Regions from separate parts of the Zea mays genome. Here region 2 is linked to region 1. The links are chromatin contacts, called in public Hi-C maps. All regions are on one chromosome and are shown on one strand. The core of a region is the stretch at or near the end of the contact, and the rest is flanking DNA. Distances in the headings are between cores, read along the strand shown.

What was found. Hi-C and Micro-C count contacts between places; a contact is called where the count stands out from the background.
Region 2: a contact with region 1 is called in a Hi-C map of tassel, with 2.1 times the contacts expected there. The contact joins the enhancer-like site here to the promoter of LOC542166 in region 1. A contact is called at or near these places in 2 of 25 Hi-C or Micro-C datasets (leaf and tassel).

Annotation. Positions count from the first base shown.
Region 1 is chr5:91,223,273-91,228,021 of Zm-B73-REFERENCE-NAM-5.0, reverse strand. LOC542166 (4-coumarate--CoA ligase 1) reads left to right here and starts at 2,879. Exons shown (of 6, transcript NM_001111788.2): 1 at 2,879-3,690; 2 at 4,111-4,464; 3 at 4,561-4,749. The coding sequence starts at 3,010.
Region 2 is chr5:91,470,056-91,474,804 of Zm-B73-REFERENCE-NAM-5.0, reverse strand. No RefSeq gene overlaps it. Among protein-coding and RNA genes, the nearest start is that of LOC103626698, 24 kb to the left of the region's middle. Within about 2 kb of position 2,639, at least 18 of the 20 cell types and tissues checked have an H3K27ac peak or open chromatin away from gene starts, as enhancers often do. A contact at or near this core is called in leaf and tassel, where this site is marked.

The DNA of each region.
Region 1 (4,749 bases), core at 1,630-4,129:
CACTCACCGACCCACCAAGCCAGCAACGGTCACCGCCGGCGCCGGGGCAACGAAGCGATCTGGGTGTGCCGTCGCGTCAGCGTGGCGTCACTCCCAGCCGGGCTCCCAGTCCCACCAACCGAGCCGACCGGGACGGAACGGAACGCTTCGCAGTCGCATCGCAGCTCTACGGTTGTGTGCGTGCCCGCGACGGTCTGTGGTAGGTGAACCCGCTCCCGCTGGGCCGGTCTGAGCCGCACAAGGGGCCAGATTTCGTTTGACTCGCCGCTTCCCTAGCATTGACGACCGGGCCGTTTATTTCTTTCCTTTTTCAGTCAAAAGCCCGTGCTAGGTGTGAATATATCGAATTTGTTTTAATAAAACATAAAAAAATATTATATTAGTTTGCTAGGTGCGAATATAAAGCTAACAACCAAGGTTCGAAACCTACTTGTATATAATTTTATCTGTTTTTTGCATAACCGTGGCAAAATGGTGGGCATGGACATTGGAATTGATGTTTGAGGTTAAATTTGGAAGAAATATAGTCTTTGGCAAAATAGACGAGAAATCAGTAAAACTTATACTTTATAGTAGTTTTATAGCAGTTGAGAATAACACATCTTCCGCAACCAAGTAGCTTTTAAGTTCTACGCCCAAGCCCAGTCTTTTCCTTGTCCAAAGACGTGCTCCGATTCCGCAACCAAAGGGGTCTATAACTTTAGGAATAATATAGTACTACACTCCCCTCCAATTTATAATTTGTTTAATTTTTTTACTCCAAATTTAACTGACTCATCTTATTTAAAAAATTATTGTTAATCTTTACTACGATATAATCTAGCATATAATATTAAGCATGGCTTTGTTTTTTTAATTTTTTTAAAAAAAATTGAACAAAATGAGCCGATTAAATTTGGTAAAAAAGTCAAAAAAATATAAATTAGGACAAGTAGAGTATATATTAATATATAGTAGTGCTAAAGCATCTGGACCTAGGGTTGGTTTGAGCATCTCTACTTCCGCCGTGTAGGCTATCGAAGGCATCATCAAGAAGTTACAGCAGCTCCACCTGAACTTACGTCCCTCAAGTGCACACGTTCACCTTTTGTTGGATTCACGAGTGCTAATACTACCTCCGTTCTTAAATATATGATGATATTGACTTTTTTTTAGAAATTTTGACTATTTATCTATTAGAAAAAATGTGAATTATTATTTATTTTGTCACTTAAATTTGTTTGAGCACGACTTAAAATTTTATATTTTAGAATAAATATTTCAAATAAGACGAGTGATCAAAGGTTTCATAAATAATCAACAACGTCTATATATTTAAGAACGGAGAGTAGTTAGGAAGCCAATTGACCGTAGGTATTAATTATGACTAGCTAATTTTTAATAAGGTATATTTTAAATCCATCTGTTAGCAGGTAGGTTTAGGGTTTTTTATTTGGCGTTGCTTAGTTTAAAATCCAATAACGAATGGAGTGAGTAGCTGTATAGTTTGTTAGAGGTGTATATGAACAATTAGCTCTTATTAGCACCTCTCCACCGTTGACGAACTAATTTTTAACACATCCACTTGCTAATAGTTAATTAGCTATCTCATTTGAATCCTTAATTATTAGATAGGGCCCTGGAATCTGTGATAACAGCATCATGTGGTCTGGTTGTGTGTACAAATTACATCATTTTGCTTCCCATGGAACTTAAAATGTGTTGATGGGGAATTGGGTGGAGGTACACCACACCAGTACGCCGGAAGGACAGTACATCACCTAAGATTGTCTTCAGTAGGTGACACAAAACTATAGATGATACTGTTTGTAGAGTGGAGCTTGAAATAATGAATGAGATAGATGATTGGATAAGGGATCTGCCGGAGATAAAGACATGTTCGATTGCGGGCGTATTGGAGGGGATTAAATCCCTCCCTATTCAAAAGGGATTTTAATCCCCTCCAATTCCCTCAATTCACCCCTAACCGAACAAGGCCTAAACAGGGAATTGACAATGTGCAAATGAACCGATATAGTACTACTAGTCAAACCCTATGGAAAGACAAAGCTTCGGGGTGTTTGGTTTCTAGAGACTAATTTTTAGCCCCTAAATTATCAAACACAGTGACTAAAAGAGGAATTATCTTTATTTTAGTTCACGTGTTTAACAATTTCAGGATAAAAAGGATGGACTAAAAGTTAGTCCCTAGAAACCAAACATCATTTGCATATGTTACATTAGGCTCTAGAAATGCAGAATGCTAAGGTGGCATTTGATTCGTTGAAATGGAACACAAACCGTTTACATGAGGTAATGGATATCAATATTTTGTTTGGTTGAGCTCTTTATAATAGTATTAGGTACTACTATCTAATCCAATTATAATTAGTAACTACTATTGCCGTTAAGAGCTTTCATTACCATTTCCTTAGCAACATATGAACTAAACAACACCTAATAGTCTCCAGTTCCACAACCGTTGTCCTGGACACATTCAGACACTCACTGTCACCAACCGCAGCCACGGAAACGCAGGCAGCGGGATGGCAGGCTGGCAGCTCTGATCAGTGCTCAGCTCAGCTCGATGGGGAGGAGGAATGGAAGACGTGCCACCACACAGCCGCTGATATTGGGGTTGGTAAACGACGTTGACGTGGCGCCCCCGTCCCAGTCAACGAACAACAGCCCCAGCCCAGCCTCTCTCTCCCTCCCTCTCTCACCAACCCCGTACCATAGCTCTCCTACCCCACCTCCCCCTCTTGGCCACTTCCAGCCGGGCCCCATCAGTCATCACCTCGAGGCCCCACTCACCAACTCCCCAACTCCCTGTCCTCCCCTGCTCGTATATAACTCGGCACCAGCCGGTCCTCTGCCCTCCAGGAGATCAGAGCCCCGGCGAGGTCGCACCGCACCAGCCATCGTCTCCTTCCTTCCTTCCTATACTACCATCCAACCAGCTGCCCAGCGCAACGTTACCTGCCCGACATCCGACAAGCCAGTCCATCCGGCAGCGAGCAAAGGTCTGAGATGGGTTCCGTAGACGCGGCGATCGCGGTGCCGGTGCCGGCGGCGGAGGAGAAGGCGGTGGAGGAGAAGGCGGTGGTGTTCCGGTCCAAGCTCCCCGACATCGAGATCGACAGCAGCATGGCGCTGCACACCTACTGCTTCGGGAAGATGGGTGAGGTGGCGGAGCGGGCGTGCCTGGTCGACGGGCTGACGGGCGCGTCGTACACGTACGCGGAGGTGGAGTCCCTGTCCCGGCGCGCCGCGTCGGGGCTGCGCGCCATGGGGGTGGGCAAGGGCGACGTGGTGATGAGCCTGCTCCGCAACTGCCCCGAGTTCGCCTTCACCTTCCTGGGCGCCGCCCGCCTGGGCGCCGCCACCACCACGGCCAACCCGTTCTACACCCCGCACGAGGTGCACCGCCAGGCGGAGGCGGCCGGCGCCCGGCTCATCGTGACCGAGGCCTGCGCCGTGGAGAAGGTGCGGGAGTTCGCGGCGGAGCGGGGCATCCCCGTGGTCACCGTCGACGGGCGCTTCGACGGCTGCGTGGAGTTCGCCGAGCTGATCGCGGCCGAGGAGCTGGAGGCCGACGCCGACATCCACCCCGACGACGTCGTCGCGCTGCCCTACTCCTCCGGCACCACCGGGCTGCCCAAGGGCGTCATGCTCACCCACCGCAGCCTCATCACCAGCGTCGCGCAGCAGGTACGTACCGTGGCCGGTGCTACTCCTTCCTCTCGCTATCGCTGCCGCCTTGGTCGCCGTCGCCGTCGCCGCCGCCGTGGCCACGGTGACATCACATCCCCATCCCCGATCCCTCTCCATGTGGGGACAAGCTGGTTGGCCCCACCTTTGCCGAGGAACATTCGTTCCAGCGTTGCGGGCTCATAAATAATGGCGTGCACTGCATTCACCCGGCGCTGGGTGCGCTGAGGCCGCAGCTTCCTCGATTTGTTCGGATGCGGCTGGTCCACCTCACCCACTGTCTCCACCGAACAAGTAGTAGTAGTCAACCGGACAGCCGCTTCGAGATTCGTGCCGAGACGATGCCTGTCCTTCGCATTCGAACTGTGTGTTGATACATGCTGAAACTGTGGGAGTGTCTGGCTGCTGATGAATATGAAGGTTGATGGCGAGAACCCGAACCTGTACTTCCGCAAGGACGACGTGGTGCTGTGCCTGCTGCCGCTGTTCCACATCTACTCGCTGAACTCGGTGCTGCTGGCCGGCCTGCGCGCGGGCTCCACCATCGTGATCATGCGCAAGTTCGACCTGGGCGCGCTGGTGGACCTGGTGCGCAGGTACGTGATCACCATCGCGCCCTTCGTGCCGCCCATCGTGGTGGAGATCGCCAAGAGCCCCCGCGTGACCGCCGGCGACCTCGCGTCCATCCGCATGGTCATGTCCGGCGCCGCGCCCATGGGCAAGGAGCTCCAGGACGCCTTCATGGCCAAGATTCCCAATGCCGTGCTCGGGCAGGTACGTCCGTCGTCGTCGTCCGAAGCTTTTTCGGTTTTCCTGATGACACGCGTTCCATTCCGTTCCCATTCCGACCAATGCAATGCAATGCAACAGGGGTACGGGATGACGGAGGCAGGCCCCGTGCTGGCGATGTGCCTGGCCTTCGCCAAGGAGCCGTACCCGGTCAAGTCCGGGTCGTGCGGCACCGTGGTGCGGAACGCGGAGCTGAAGATCGTCGACCCCGACACCGGCGCCGCCCTCGGCCGGAACCAGCCCGGCGAGATCTGCATCCGCGGGGAGCAG
Region 2 (4,749 bases), core at 1,390-3,889, 250 kb before region 1:
ATTAATTTATGGAACTAAATCCAATTTGTCATATGCATTGCATTGAGGGTGTTGTTATCACTTTTTTTTCTACTACTTAATTGGGTTTGGTATTTACTTACACTTAGCAATTGCTAATAAAATTTTGACCAACTTTAAAAGCAATGCTCAACTTCAACCATCCTCTTTGGTAAGCCTTACAATTCACATGAGCTTCCACCTTTGGCGAGTTCATGCGCATTATTCCCCATAACTTGTTGAGCGATGAACATATGTGAGCTCACTCTTGCTGTCTCACCCCCCACAGGTCAAGAACAGGTACCGCAGGATGAGACGTATGGAGGATGCTGTGATGAGCTCGTCAGAGGTCTAGGCCATCGTCTCCTAGTCAACTTTGGGTTGCTGGATCGTTGTATTCTTATGATGTAATTATTTATTTATTTTGTACAGAACTCCTATTATTTAGTAAAGATGTGACATTCGTTTCTATTCCACTATTCATCATATGTGTGAGACTTGGTCCCAGCACACCTGGTGTTTATTTCGCGCCCGGGTTTTGGACCCCTAAAACCCGCGTGTGACAGAAGTGGTATCAGAGGGATGTTGACTGTAGGACAAAACCTAGATAGAACTAGACAACCATTGTCTACTTACCTTTGCTACTCTGATTCTTTCTAAAACTTCCCTTAATCTTTTCTCATCCACTGCTGATTTACTCTGATTATTCTTACCTTTTCCTTCTAAAGACAAAAGTGGATTTCACACTTCGAAATCCTGTACCTAAAGTGACTTTTAGGAATAGGAGACATAATCTTAGGAACAAAAACAAAACTATTTTTGTAGGTATCTATACACTTGAATGTTTGTTCTTATGATACTTGTCTGATTTGGATCTTTGATCGAGTGTGATGAGTTGTGGAGTAATGTCCACAATTACATCTGCATATACGTATAAAAATGCTTATAAAAATAACTAGACAAACTAGATTATCCCTCATTAAAGTATCTAGCCTAACAATATCCATCTCATCTTAAAAGATTCTATCCTACACTCATAGATCCACCTTATCTCAAAAGATCCTAACCTATCCTAATTAAAATATATCTAGCTTAATAGATCCATCTTATCTTAAAAGATACTCTATTACCTTAGTAGACTCATCTTATCTTGAAAAGATTTTATCTCATCCTAATAGATCTAATTGACCTCAAAAGATTCTACCTTATCCTTATGGATTCATCTTGCCCTAATTAGCATATTTATCCCACACTAGTGTAACAACCATGAGCTAATTCAAAATTTATTTAGATCTTATCTAGTCTAAAATAGTCGTATCAATTTATTCTAGATCTAATTCAATCTAACAAGTTAATCTATCCCAACGAAGACTAACCTTAAGTTGAGCTAACCTAAGGTCAGTCACTTAACCAGTTAATAGTGGTAAAATAAATGAGACTCTACTCCTATAGAACATGTTTAATCTTAGTTCACTCTGCACTAAATAAACAATGACAGACCAACCCGAGCATATGCAACTACCTTACCCATCAGTTAGTTGCATAACCCCTCTGTTTTAACTTAACAGAGATTCTAACATATCCTAACAATATTTATCCTACCTTAGTAGATGTATCTAACTTAAACTAGTCTAATCTAGTCATATCCAATCTAATCTAGATCCCATCTAATATAATATGATCTAATCTAGTGTGAGTTACTGAATGCTGGTACAAAGGATAAGGCCATACTCTAAATTCACTTGAGCCTAAATTGGTGACCTAGATCAACCTCGACATGGAAGAATAGGAGTCTTCCCTTACCAAGTTCTTCTTACCATCAGCTAACCTCACTCTAACCATCTCTCTTCTTACCTAACTGTGTGTCTAAACATAGAAGATACCCATGCATTTCTAATCACCTACTAAATAGTATTAAAAAGAGAGAGACTCTTAATTTTTGAATCAATTAGAAACTACAATCTCAATTACAAACCAATCTTGGTGTAATCCTTTTTCTTACAAATCTCGAGGATGAGTTTTCTGTTAAGGGGGTAGGATTTGTAAGACCCAAAATTAGTAGAAAAAGAATAATAATATTAATAAAATAAATAAACAAATATAGTTATTATAGTGCTTTGGGAATTAGAGAATGAGAAGAGAAATTTGTAATAAAGTCAATTATTGTTACAGTCAAAAATGGGAAGGAGAATAATATAGTAATATTTAAAATACTATAGTTTATATTAAAATTTGATTTCAATTGAGACATTTGGAAAATCTGAAATTAAAAGCAAGAGTATAAATTTGAGTTGAATAATTGAATTTGGAATAGAAAATGGGAAAGAAGAGTTTTCCTACCATAAAAATAATATTAATAACAATAGAATCTATATTCCCAATAGAATTATATATTGAGAGTTGAAATCCGAAATTCAAACAGAAAGTAAATCAGGTTTGAAATTGAGATAGGAATTGAAAATATGAAAGAAATAAAAAAAACACAAAGAAAGCAAAACGGCGCTTGGGCCAAATCTTTCCCCCCTCGACCTAGGTAGAATCACCTGCACCGGCCCATCTCCGTGGTCTCCACGGCTCAAACTCCCGCTGTGCTGGTGCCTTTGGTGACTGCCAGGGCAGACCCACTATTCAGTTCCACCTCTGCGCCAATGACTGATGGGTCTGCCTCATCATCCGCGGTTCCCCATCCACGTGCTCCTGCTATCACCGTCGTGTGGGCCATGTTTGTCAGTATTCTCCTCAAGCTCAGGATCTTAACCAATCCCGCGCTGCTCACTGATATGGTTGGGAGGCAGGTGCTGGGATCCCTGACCTCGGTGCATTGGGCGCTCACCTTGTCCCTATAAATTGTCGTGACCGTCCCTCGCATTGAAAACCCAAGCCGAAGTACCGACACCGTGATTACAGAGATTGCACAAGGAAGAGCAGGGTGAAGTCCGCCATTGGAATCTGCCGTCGTCAACTATGCATCATGGGCATCACCGTCGAACCATCGGGCACCAGCCGGGGAGCTTCGCCATGGCGCGAGGAACGTTTTCGTGGCCCCTTCTGGCGGAATGGGCTATTCTTGACTCAGGAATCGCTCATCGGAGCAACCCTAATGCCTCAGATCTGCCACGACCGTGGATGGGTCCCTGTGCCTCGATGTTCGCCGGTAAGTTTCCCTCCCATGGGTTCGCCATCCACTGCTATACGTTTAGAGCCCATTTTTCGAAAGTATTGTGCGCAGAATCAGGTTCTTGTGTGGTCCGGTGATGGCGTTGCCGCTGCTCAAACCGGTCCTAGCACACCTGGTGTTTATTTTGCGCCCGGGTTTTGGACCCCTAAAACCCGAGTGTGACAGGCGAATACTATCGGCGTTTCATTGAAGGCTTCTCCAAGATTGCTAGACCAATGATAGCCCTGCTAGTGAAGAAAGTTGAGTTCAAGTGGACCCAGAGTGCCAATAGTCTTTTGAAACATTGAAGAAGAAGTTGACTACAACACCCGTGTTGATTCTGCCAGATGTTCATAAGCCATTCTCAGTGTATTGTGATGCTTCGTACACTGGTTTGGGATGTGTGTTAATGCAAGAAGGGAGAGTAGTGGCATACTCGTCCCGACAGTTGAAGATTCATGAGAGAAATTACCCCACTCATGATCTGGAGTTAGTAGCAATGGTTCATGCACTGAAGATCTAGAGGCATTATCTATATGGGCAGAAGTGTGATGTTTACACGAACCACAAGAGTCTTAAGTATATATTCACCCAGTCAGAGTTAAACATGAGGCAGCGAAGATGGCTGGAGTTGATCAAAGATTATGAGCTAGAGATACATTATCACCTAGGCAAAGCTAATGTGGTTGCAGATGCTTTGAGCAGAAAAAGTCAAGTCAACATGATGGTCGCTCATCTGATGCCATATGAGCTAGCAAAGGAATTCGACAGGTTGAGTCTCGAATTTCTGAACAGCACCCAAGGAGTAACCATTTAGCTGGAACCCACTATAGAACAAGATATCAAGGATGGACAGAAAAGTGATGAGAAGATCAATGAAATTCGGTAGCTGATCTTAGATGGGAAAGGCAATGATTTCTGGGAAGACATGGAATGCATAGTATGGTTCAAAGATAGGTTGTGTGTTCTTGACAACAAATCAATTCGGGAGTTGATTCTTAAGGAAGCTCATGAGACAGCTTATTCCATACACTCTGGCAGCGAGAAGATGTACCAAGACCTGAAGAAAAGATTCTGGTGGTACAGGATAAAAAGAGAGATCACAGAGTATGTTGCCATATGTGACAGTTATCAGAGAATCAAGGTAGAGCATCAGAGGCCCGCAGGTTTGTTGCAGCCATTGCATATTCCTCAGTGGAAATGGGATGAGATTGGGATGGATTTTATAATCGGTTTGCCTCGCACTCGAGTCGGTTATGACTCCATCTAGGTAGTAGTGGACCACTTGACAAAGGCGACTCATATCATACCAGTCAAGACCACCTACAATAGTGCAGTGTTGGCAGAGTTATACATGTCCCGAATTGTATGCTTACATGGAGTACCAAAGGAGATAGTATCAGATCAGAAAACCCAGTTTACTTCTCACTTTTGGCAGTAGTTAAATGAATCCTTGGGCACACATTTGAAGTTCAGTTCAACTTATCACCCACAGACATATGGTCAAACTAAGAGAATCAACCAGATCCTTGAAGACATGTTGAGGGCTTGTGCTTTGCAAAACAAGTTAGGCTGGGACAAGAGGCTACCCTATG